Regions from separate parts of the Mus musculus genome. Here region 1 is linked to region 2. Evidence: chromatin contacts called from public Hi-C data. All regions are on one chromosome and are shown on one strand. The core of a region is the stretch at or near the end of the contact, and the rest is flanking DNA. Distances in the headings are between cores, read along the strand shown. Region 1 overlaps Gm36132 (a long non-coding RNA gene). Region 2 overlaps Rad51b (RAD51 paralog B).

Region 1 (4,815 bases), core at 1,430-3,929, 330 kb after region 2:
CCCTTCCACTGAGCCAGGAAGAGAAGGTACGTTAGGGCAGAAAAAGATAAGGATGAAGAGTGGGAGATAAAGGAATAGCAAGATGGCTCAGTCAATAAAGCCTAAAGACCCAAATTCCCAGACCCACATGGTTGGAAGAGAGAATAGTCTATAGCACATACATTTGAACATGTACATGTATGTACACATATACTCACAGGAGCAACACACACACGTAATAAAAAAAAAACACTTAAAAAGAAAAAGAGAAGAATCAAACCTTTCCCCAGTTGTGAGACAGGAAGCCTTTAAGGAGCCCATTCTGTTTCAGACTGGTTTGTGCACCCACCTAACGGGGCAGTTCAGACTCATTTTTTTTTCCCCTGAAAGCTCAGCTATGTTTTGAAACAGTCTTCGGGGGTAAATAGTGATAAGGGAACATGGAGGAGCTGGGGTTTGGACAGCCACCTTCTGTGACTGAAGGGTACTATGCTCCCCCCCCCCCCGACCCCCAAGCTTAATGCAGTATTTTTTTCTGCGTGTGCTGGGAGCCCAGGAGGGTTTTTTTCCAGGCCACGGAGGCAATAGTGATAGACATAGGAGCTCCAGTGAATTCTTAGGCTGTCAGAGCCGCCTGTATCCAATGCAAATTCAGAAACATAGTCCAAAACCACATGTAAAACTCTCAGGGCTGTAGGATATTACATTGTAAACTATTAGATTACTGGCTATTAGATTATGTGCTGGAGCGGATAACTGAGAGTCAACCATGTTTGTGCATACACTGTAGGCACGCCCTGCTTCAGGCTTTTAAGCCTGCAACTAGTTCATGATCGTGCCTGGTGTGTTTATCCTAACTATTCAGGGCTGTTATTAAACATGAAACTCCATCAAATGCAAGGCAGACAAAGCCAAATGGCCCCACTTGAGAAAAACAAGATGTGATCTCAAGTGTTTTTTCAGCCTCTCTTTGTGCCCAGAAACTCTTCCCGACGACAGGAACTGTCTCTGCTTTGAAATCATGGTTTGAGGGCGAAGAATGCAGCTTGTGGTAGAACATTTGCCTAATGTGATCAAGGTCCCGAGTTCAATTCCCAATACCATTACCGCACAGAGAGGGAGGGAAGGGAGGAGGGAGACAGAGAGACAGAGAAAGAAGTCATTCCTTCAGCAAATATACAGAAAGGACCTGCTAGATCTCTAGTCGATCACTCAGATCTGCATAAACAGAATAAAGAAAGTTCACAGGCAAACCGTCATCTGTGTTAAGGAAGAAAGGACAGAGAAACTTGGCCTCGTTCACATGAACTTTAGTTTATCTAGAAATAGATATGAGACAAATACACAGATAAGTATGTGCCTGTGCATTGTCCTCAAGACTATGAAAGCAACGTGTGCGACCTGTAAAGGTCACCTGCTCAGAGGGGATTTCCACCGAGCCCTTGCCGGGATGTGCGGTTTGATCGGCTTTACTGACCTGGAGTCAAGGTTCGAGGACATTGAGAGCTCTGAGGAGGACATTGGAAAGAGAAGGGCCAGAAGCACAGTGGGGACAGCAGCCCTCCACCTGGATGAGATCGTTCAGGATGGTGAGCGAGAGCCAGGCTGAGACAGAGGTAACTTCAGATGTTTAAGACAATTCCCTTTGGAGGGAAGACACTTCACACTGGGGCTGGCACCCTAGCCCTTCCTGCTTCATTGTACTATTTCACGGTGGCTCTGTTCAGACTGGCTCCTTTGGCATCAGAAGGCCCTCCTTGACAGTGACTGTTAGCTGATATTTATTGAACATTTGGTATACACAGATCCCAGACAGGCACTTCACATGGGCTAACCTCATGTGGACCTCACACACCCTCTGAGGTTGGGTCAGCAACCGCTCTCACTGTGAGTGACGTCCTGTGAATCAGCTGATCGATTAAACAAGGCCCTCCGGGTCCACAAGGAGCAGAAGGGGGATGATCCAGAGACTCTCCACATTTGGGTTTGCTGTTTTGAATGCACAAAATGGAATCCTTATTCTGGTTCTTGGAGGTGGGTCTTAGCCTCACTCATTGAAGTTCTGTTCTGAAGTTGGGCAGCCTAGGTCGAGCATGTGGTTATTAATTTCAAACAAGAAGGGGCTTATGTGTGTGTGTGTGTGTGTGTGTGTGTGTGTGTGTGTGTGTGTGTGTGTGTGTGTGTGGAGGGGTCAGTTCCTGCCCATTGAGAGCAAACAAAATAAAAAAGCAAATCCCAAACTTCCAGGGTAGAGTTGAAGTCTCTTCAGACCAAACCTCTCAGGACAGTCTCGAGCGGACAGCAGAAGAGTATAAACAACTCCTCTAGCACTTCTGAGACCTGTCGATTCTTCTCTCTCTGAAGCAGAGCCTTTGTGAAGTTCTATAATCCTCCTTGTAGCTCTGAGACCTGGCCACCCCGCTGGAAAGCAACCCAGAGCCATGTGATTTGCAGCATGTACCGGCTCGAATATGGAAGACAGTAATTACCTCCAATTCCAGTTAGGAAAGCTGAACCCTGCCTTTTTCGTGCCTCAAACAATTATTGAAGTGCCTTTTGAAGCACTGGACAGAAGAGAAAGGCAAAACAAACCAGAGCCAATTAGAGCCTGGGATTTGAGGGTGGCTTAGAGTGGTGCGGCGGGACTTGGGAGGAACTGTGGGAGAGGGTCAGAGGTTACCTCAAAGCTCCAGCTGCCAGGCAGCTTTGCCTGTGCCAAAAGAGCCATTACTCTGCCTCTAGAATCAAGGCCCTCGCCCTGCCTGGGGAATGCTTTGCAGGAACAGCCTCTGCATGGCTGTTGAAGAAGGCTCCCTGATTAGATAAGGCCTGGAATGTGTTTGATGTTGTGCAAAACAGCCTCTGACAGCTTTCCTAACCCCACGTCCAAGGCTTTTCCTCAGCAGAGACTCCTGTGTAAGGACCTAGCTCACAGAGAGCTCTCCTGCAGGGAAGCACCTTAGAGAAGTCTATGAATGTGTGTGCCACTGAGAAGCAAGATCTGTGGACTCTGGAACTCTTCTGGCTGTTTGGAGGCAGCCTGAGTAACCGTTGCTGCCAGTGGAAACCAGGACAGTGTCGTGTTTCTCCCCCCCCCCCCCACACCCCCATGAAGGTTGCAAGTGGCCTTGGGCTGGTGAGGGATCCGGGGGAAGTACTTCTTTATGGATCTCAAGGACAGTCCCATTCAAAGCTGTGACAGTGCAGGCCAGTGAGTCTGAGCACAGAGAGTTGGGAGCCAGGTTAGAGAGGTCTTGGGCAGGATCTGGGAAGCATTTTGAGTTAATAAATTAAGGATTGCCAAGGCAAGGTGGCGCCATCCAGGAAGTTCCAGTTTGAGTTTGGGTTAGGATCTGGGCAAACTGTAAGCACCAAACAGCCCAGAGAAAAACCACTTTGCTGAATGTCCCTACTTCAGCCCGTGCAGACAGGCTTTATCTTGTCCTTGACATGAGTGCCAGGCTCTCCATTTGCCTGTCACCTACCCATTTACTGTGCCTCCATGTCTTCCCTCTCCTGTAAGAAATGGTCCTTGAAGGAATTCTATTCCTGTAGAAAGAACAAGGTGACACATTGCTTTAAAAAAATGCATTTACTTGGGTGACATAAACGCAACATTCTGGTGGTCTGTAAAGCTGGCTTTGCCCAGTGTGGTGGCAAATACTTTTTATCTCAGTGCTGTGAGTTCAAGGCCAGTCTGGTCTATGAAGTAGGTTGTGGGCCAGCCAAGACTATATAGTGAGCCCCTGTCTCAGAACTAAGTGAAAGAAAACAAATAAAAACAACAAAATAGGCTTGTTGTGTGGTTGAGAGAGGAGGTTCACGCTGCGCCTCCTTTTTGGATAAGAATGGCAGCTAAGATATTCATGCTTTCCTATTCTTGGTTTGTCCCCTGGTGCACCCTCTGCTCCCTCCTATATGGGGATTGCAGTCATTAGCCTTGTTGCAGATGGGAGGGGGACAGAGAGAGGTCAGTAACCTGGCCAAGGACACATGGAGAGAGGGGTCCACAGAGAACAGCTGCCATGAGCCGGAAGGGACTTAGACATACCAAGGTTCAAAAATATGCTTTGGTTTTAAAATTAAACCCTTTAAGGCTCCCACAGAGCAACGCTGAGAGATGACCAAAGCAGAGTAGAAAGAAAAATACATGGACCCCCATAAACCCTGAGTGAGATGAAGCAAGGGGGCTTCTCACTCCTCACAGGGCTGTGTCAAGATGAAGGGAGAGGACTGAGAGGATTGCTCTGGGTTGTGGATGAAGGGGCCCACAGGCTTTAAATAGAATTCCTAAGTGACCCAAGACACACAGTTTAGGGAATGTTCTAGATTTTAGAACTGCTTTAACTGTGGAGGACGATCATCTTTTCATCTGTTTCATGCAGCCATGGCTCAGGAGGAGCCCAGGTTCTGTCAGCCAGGTCACACATAAGGCCCTCCTGAACTAGGTTCTAATGAGGACCAGACATATTGCAGCTCTAGTCTTGGGGTGTTTCCAGTATTTCAAGATACAAGTGCAAAGACCAGGGCTGTCTCCTGCAGGGCAGTGTGCACCTACAAGAGCATGAGGCCCTGGGTTTGGTCCTCACCACACAAAGTAAAAAGATGAAGATGACAAAGACGACAGCAATGGCTACACAGGAGGGAAGAGTGTCCATAGCTCTTTGGGACAAATCATGTGCCAGGTGTGGCACACACCCATAATACCAGCACTTGGATACTGAGGCAGGAAGATTATGAGTTGCCCACTGTGGTGGTTTGTATATTCTTGGACCAGGGAGTGGCACCATCTGGAGGTGTAGCCTGGTTGGAATAGGTGTGTCACTCTGGGTGTGG
Region 2 (4,874 bases), core at 1,613-4,112:
CCACTGACCACACTAATGAAATGTGCTTAAGCTACTAGAATGGGAAGGATCATGGGCTGTGTTACAGAAGAAGAAATGATTAAAGGACCAGTGTTGGTGTCATAGTTCAGAGTTCATGACCTTCAAACAGTAAATGGCTCTGAGATGTTTGGTTTTGTTCATTTCGTTTTGTTATTTTGGGTTTTCTTTGAGAAAACAAATGGGTTTTGGAGGGACACATTAAAAGAGGGGCAGAAAAAATAAAGTAATGCTAATTATCTTTTTCTTGTTCTTACATCCCCTTGTAATGTCAGCTGAACCAGTGTCTGTAAAATCCAACCTTTTATCTCTTTATAAATAGTTTCAAAAGCAGACACATTTGTAAGTAGCAGTGACTAGTTGCAAAGTATAAACCCAGATTTTTTGCAGTTTGCAAGTGTGAGTTTGGGTTTGACTAAGTCCTCAGCTCAGAGCCATCTAAACTTGATTAGTAATGCAGGAAGGTTTGGATTTTACTGTGCCCACTTATGTGACTAATTAGCACTCTGTGTTTTAGAAGCCAGCGAAGTAAGAACAAGATGCATGGGAGAGTCCTTTTCCTGTCATGTGCTGCTTAAAAGAGGGACATGGAGTGTTGAAGTGCAGTGAACAGTTAAGCAGACTTTCACATTAAGCCCTTAACAAGCTCTGTACTCCCAGCACTGCTCTGTTGTGGAGAGAGAGAATGCTGGTCAATTGATTTGTTTGCTTCTACACAATTTCCTGTCTCATCACATTTTTTGTGAACCACATGTTTGAGACCGATGCTGCTGATGGAGCCCTTACAGAGTATAAGAAAGAGGTTCACCTCCACCAGGAAAACCTTGTGCATTTCAATTTTTTTTTTAAATTCCAGATCATTTTACTGGTAGTTCTCTCTGCTTTTGTGTGGAAAGTTGCACGGCCTTTAGGAAGAGCCTTCTTTCAAGTAGGAGAGCCTTGAAGACACTGTCTCCAGCGTATATGATGCCCATGGTAGCTTATGTGGCCCTGCTTGGGTTTTAGCATTTGTCAGTTAAGATGCACATGCAGTGCTCTCAGAGGCTTGAGTATTTTTCTTTTTTTTCTTTTTTTTTTTTTTGAGTATTTTTCTTAATGGAGGCTCTATGGTAAATCATAGTTAATTTTCATTCTAATAGGTCGTTATCTACTATGTGAAGTTTATTCATGAAGTATTTGGGGAAGCATGTGTTCAAGCTACAATGAATTATAAAATTTCCTTATTGATAATAGTGCATGCCCCCAAGTTTCTAGACAGTTTCAAAAATAGAAACTTTGGTAACATTTTTTTTTCCTTCAGAAGTGTTTTGTAGCTCTTTTTGTGTGTGTGTGTGAAAGTTTAAACCCTCAGCAGTAAGAGTTCCCAAGCTGACTTCATAACCTCTCTTCAATTCAAAGGGGTATTAGAGTCTGAGGAAGACTTACTTTGGGTACTGCTGTTGGGATGGTGGGGAACAACAGAACCATCAGCAGCTAAAAATGAAATATACAAGTATTTAGAACCCGTTCTAGGCTAGCACTCCATACATGGCTGTGCTGAACCTCCGAACATGGCCCGAAGGATTGGTTACCTGGAATTCAGAGAACTAGAAAACCTACTTTTCTTCTGAATTTCGTTTTTTTAAAACCATATTTATAAACAATTACTACATGTTAGTCCTTCATCTTCTTTGATGTCTTGATTATTTTAACAAATTTTTACACAATAAGTGGCATTGTGAAAAAATGAAAATCCTACATAGAAGTCTAATAGTAACAGTTACTGAGCTAGGTAATCTGAGGGTTTCAGAACTGAAGGAAGGCTCAGATACCTTTCAGACCACATTTGTAATTTGATAGATGAAAAGGCTGCTGTTCTAAAGTGTCTCAGCCTCGCCCAGAAGAACTAACAAGTGCAGAATTAAGAAAAGGCTGTCTGCATACTTCTACCATGGAAATGCTGGGGCCCAGAAACATTTTGAATTTTAGACTTCTTTGGATTGTGGAATATTTGCATCTATGGGTTTATATAGCATGGGAATGGGAAGCAAATCTAAATGTGCAACTTACTGTGTTCCATGCGTATCTCCTTCACGTGGCCTGGACATAATTTCATATCATACCTGTAGCATGCCTGCCAGCCTGTCACATGAGGTCAGGTGTAACATTTTCCATTTGTGGTCTCATCCTGGCCGTCAAAGGGTCTCAGGTTTTGGATTTTAGCATTATGGAAGCTGACCCTATAGATTTTAGTTCCAATTTCTGTTGTATTTTAGAAATAGCACTTTACAGATCCTCCATATCCTAAAAGTAATGATGTTGGTAACCATTAATTTTAAAATATGACAAGCCTATTAGTTTTGTTGTTTTTTTTTTTAAAGAAAAAAATGTTAATTTATGTTTGGTTTTTCAGAAAACCACAGTACCCCTTTCCAGATTGGAGAGAATTTCCTGGAGAAGGCTCCCTTTGATATACTGTTGACCATTTGTTTGAGGCTACAATGGGCTGTGATTTCTCAGTGATGGTCCTGGAAGACGGTGCTCAACCTGAGACCATAGAAGAAAAATTGTTCTGCTTCTGGCATATTCCATGAGATGACTAATAGATAGCTTTCAGGGAGACTAGTTCATGACAGACTTCCCACCACACCCTTTGCACAGCGTCCCCCCACCCCCCTCCTACTCAATCCCAACGTGCCTTGACTAAACTCAGTGAACAAGACCATTGTACGACTCGGAAGGAAAATGTCTAAAGTATAGAAAGTTCTAATGACTTGGTAGATGCCGTAAGGACTTTCTGAGCTGGAAGCTGAATCACTTGTGCCTCTGGCTTTATGGAGTATGCCCAGGTGGTGTAATTCTTCAGTGTAACACTGAGGTAATTTTTGCATCAGTCAAGGAAATGGTTTAAGTTTCAAGCGTATGAAAGGGCAAGCTATAATTGTTCAATTCCAGTGAAGCACGGGTGTGTTTCATTTTCTCCCTTTATTTCTTGCTGTCTTCTTTAGGTAAGACAAGCCAAGGAAGGAGTGTGCTCATATGAATCTGCAAGTGAGCTTTAAAGTCAGTGAATGCGTTTGAACGCCTGCATGTTATATAACACGCTTCTCTTGTAAATGTTGGACACTCCTTAGAGCGTGTCTCTCTCACTTAGAGAAGAGAGTTGCTTTCACATAGTGACAGACGGTGTGTAATGATGATACAGTGGAGAGAAGCAGAAAGTAAGGATTTATTTTTGCCCTCATTGTTGATTTTCATGTGATATGAGTTGAATAATTTACTTCATCTCCTGTATCTGCTGAGGTGAGTGGTAATATTTTCAGTGGCCACACAGAGGTGCTGGGAGAATGAAAAATAAATTTTCCCAAAACTCATTATGTTGCCTGGAAGATAGACGTATTTAACAAGCAGTCGATTTCATTTCCCATCTTGTTTTATAGCAGTCACCTATCACGTAATCAGAAGAGCCTTCACATTCGTGATCATTTTTCACAATGTCATGTGTAGAGGTTAGAATAATTGCTTGTGTCTTCAAATATGGAAACTAAAGCTCCCAGAATATTTGCTCGATTTGCGTTTGAACACCCCAGTTGCTGCAGTTAGATGGCCTCATATTGACTGTGAGTTGGGAGCTGTTGAAACCAGCTTTAATGTATGGACAGCCACTTCCTCTGTCATATGCACTTTGTCTATGCTTGACATTTTACATGTAAATATTTACTTTTTTTTTTAAAAAGCAGTTCCCGTTTTCATTATGAATTTTGTTTAAAAATTGCTGAGCTCACTAATCTCCTTACTTTTTAAAATTCAGCAAGAAGTTTGATAAAAGTTTATAAGCATGGAGCCAGAACACAAGTTTTAATTTTTTTTATTCAGTGTTCCTAGTTTCCAGTGCTATGACATGGCTGCTCTTTAGCACTTTTGACCCCAGACGTCGTGTTAGGAATTGCTTTTGTTTTTTCCTCACTCTTGCTCCCGCTTATCACCCTGTCATGTGGTTGTTGACTTTAGATTTTCATTTTCCTATCTGGAAATTATAAGCAGTTATTTATTAACCCGATTACTTTATGCTTCAATGGACTTGTCAGTGGGTGGCCTTGTGAATTATTTCAGCTTTTAGAGATACAGATCAACCGCGCCACCCTATACACACAACACAAAGCTGCCGACTCCGCTATTGTAGGACTTGTCATTGAGTGGCATTTGAAACTTGTAAGAGCACTCCCTCTGCTTTTTTTTTTTTTTTTTTTTTGCCTTTTTTTTTTGAATAATACTTAACATGGGTTTTATTTTCTTAGTAGACTTGAATAGTTGAAACTTGTCATTTCATAAGCTCTTGGATAGCACAAATGTTGAACAGGAATTACAGCATTCTTGGTGCGATTTAGTTCTAGTCATCAAAAGCAATCAATTTTACAGTAGAATTGTAAAACTTCAGAGCTAGGTGTAACTAATAACCAGGTATAGGCCTCTCAGTTTATTTAAGAAAAATCTGAAGATCAAAAAGACTAGGTAATTTGTTACTGCTCCATTCTTTAGGACTGGTGAAGTTGGGACTTGAACCCGGGATTCTTCACTTGTAGCTCAGAGTTCTTAATTAGGCTACATCTCCCATGCCTCTGAATCTTTGGCTCCACTTTTGAACAGCAGATGATGTCTCTACTTTGTACAACTTAGAAATATGATTGTTTTTGCTATTCCTTGCCAAGCTATATTGGAGCCTGAGTCAAAATGAAAGGCTAGCTATATTGACTTTGTCTTTATCATGGACTTTTAGCATTTTTAAATTGTATTAAATAATTATCTTAATCAGTAAATCCTTCACTCACGTCCTAGTTCTATTACTTTACTTTAATTTACCAACTATAAACCCCTCT

What was found. Hi-C and Micro-C count contacts between places; a contact is called where the count stands out from the background.
Region 1: a Hi-C map of uterus shows a contact between it and region 2, with 4 times the contacts expected there. The contact joins two enhancer-like sites. A contact is called at or near these places in 6 of 484 Hi-C or Micro-C datasets (myocytes and uterus).

Annotation. Positions count from the first base shown.
Region 1 is chr12:79,857,107-79,861,921 of GRCm38.p6, forward strand. It overlaps Gm36132 (a long non-coding RNA gene), which reads right to left. Exons shown (of 4, transcript XR_381728.4): 4 at 1,737-3,528. Among named protein-coding and RNA genes, the nearest start is that of Gm36132, 8.1 kb to the right of the region's middle. Within about 2 kb of position 2,680, at least 105 of the 459 cell types and tissues checked have an H3K27ac peak or open chromatin away from gene starts, as enhancers often do. A contact at or near this core is called in uterus, where this site is marked.
Region 2 is chr12:79,522,034-79,526,907 of GRCm38.p6, forward strand. The region is part of intron 7 of Rad51b (RAD51 paralog B); the gene reads left to right. Among named protein-coding and RNA genes, the nearest start is that of Rad51b, 230 kb to the left of the region's middle. Within about 2 kb of position 2,863, at least 18 of the 459 cell types and tissues checked have an H3K27ac peak or open chromatin away from gene starts, as enhancers often do. A contact at or near this core is called in uterus, where this site is marked.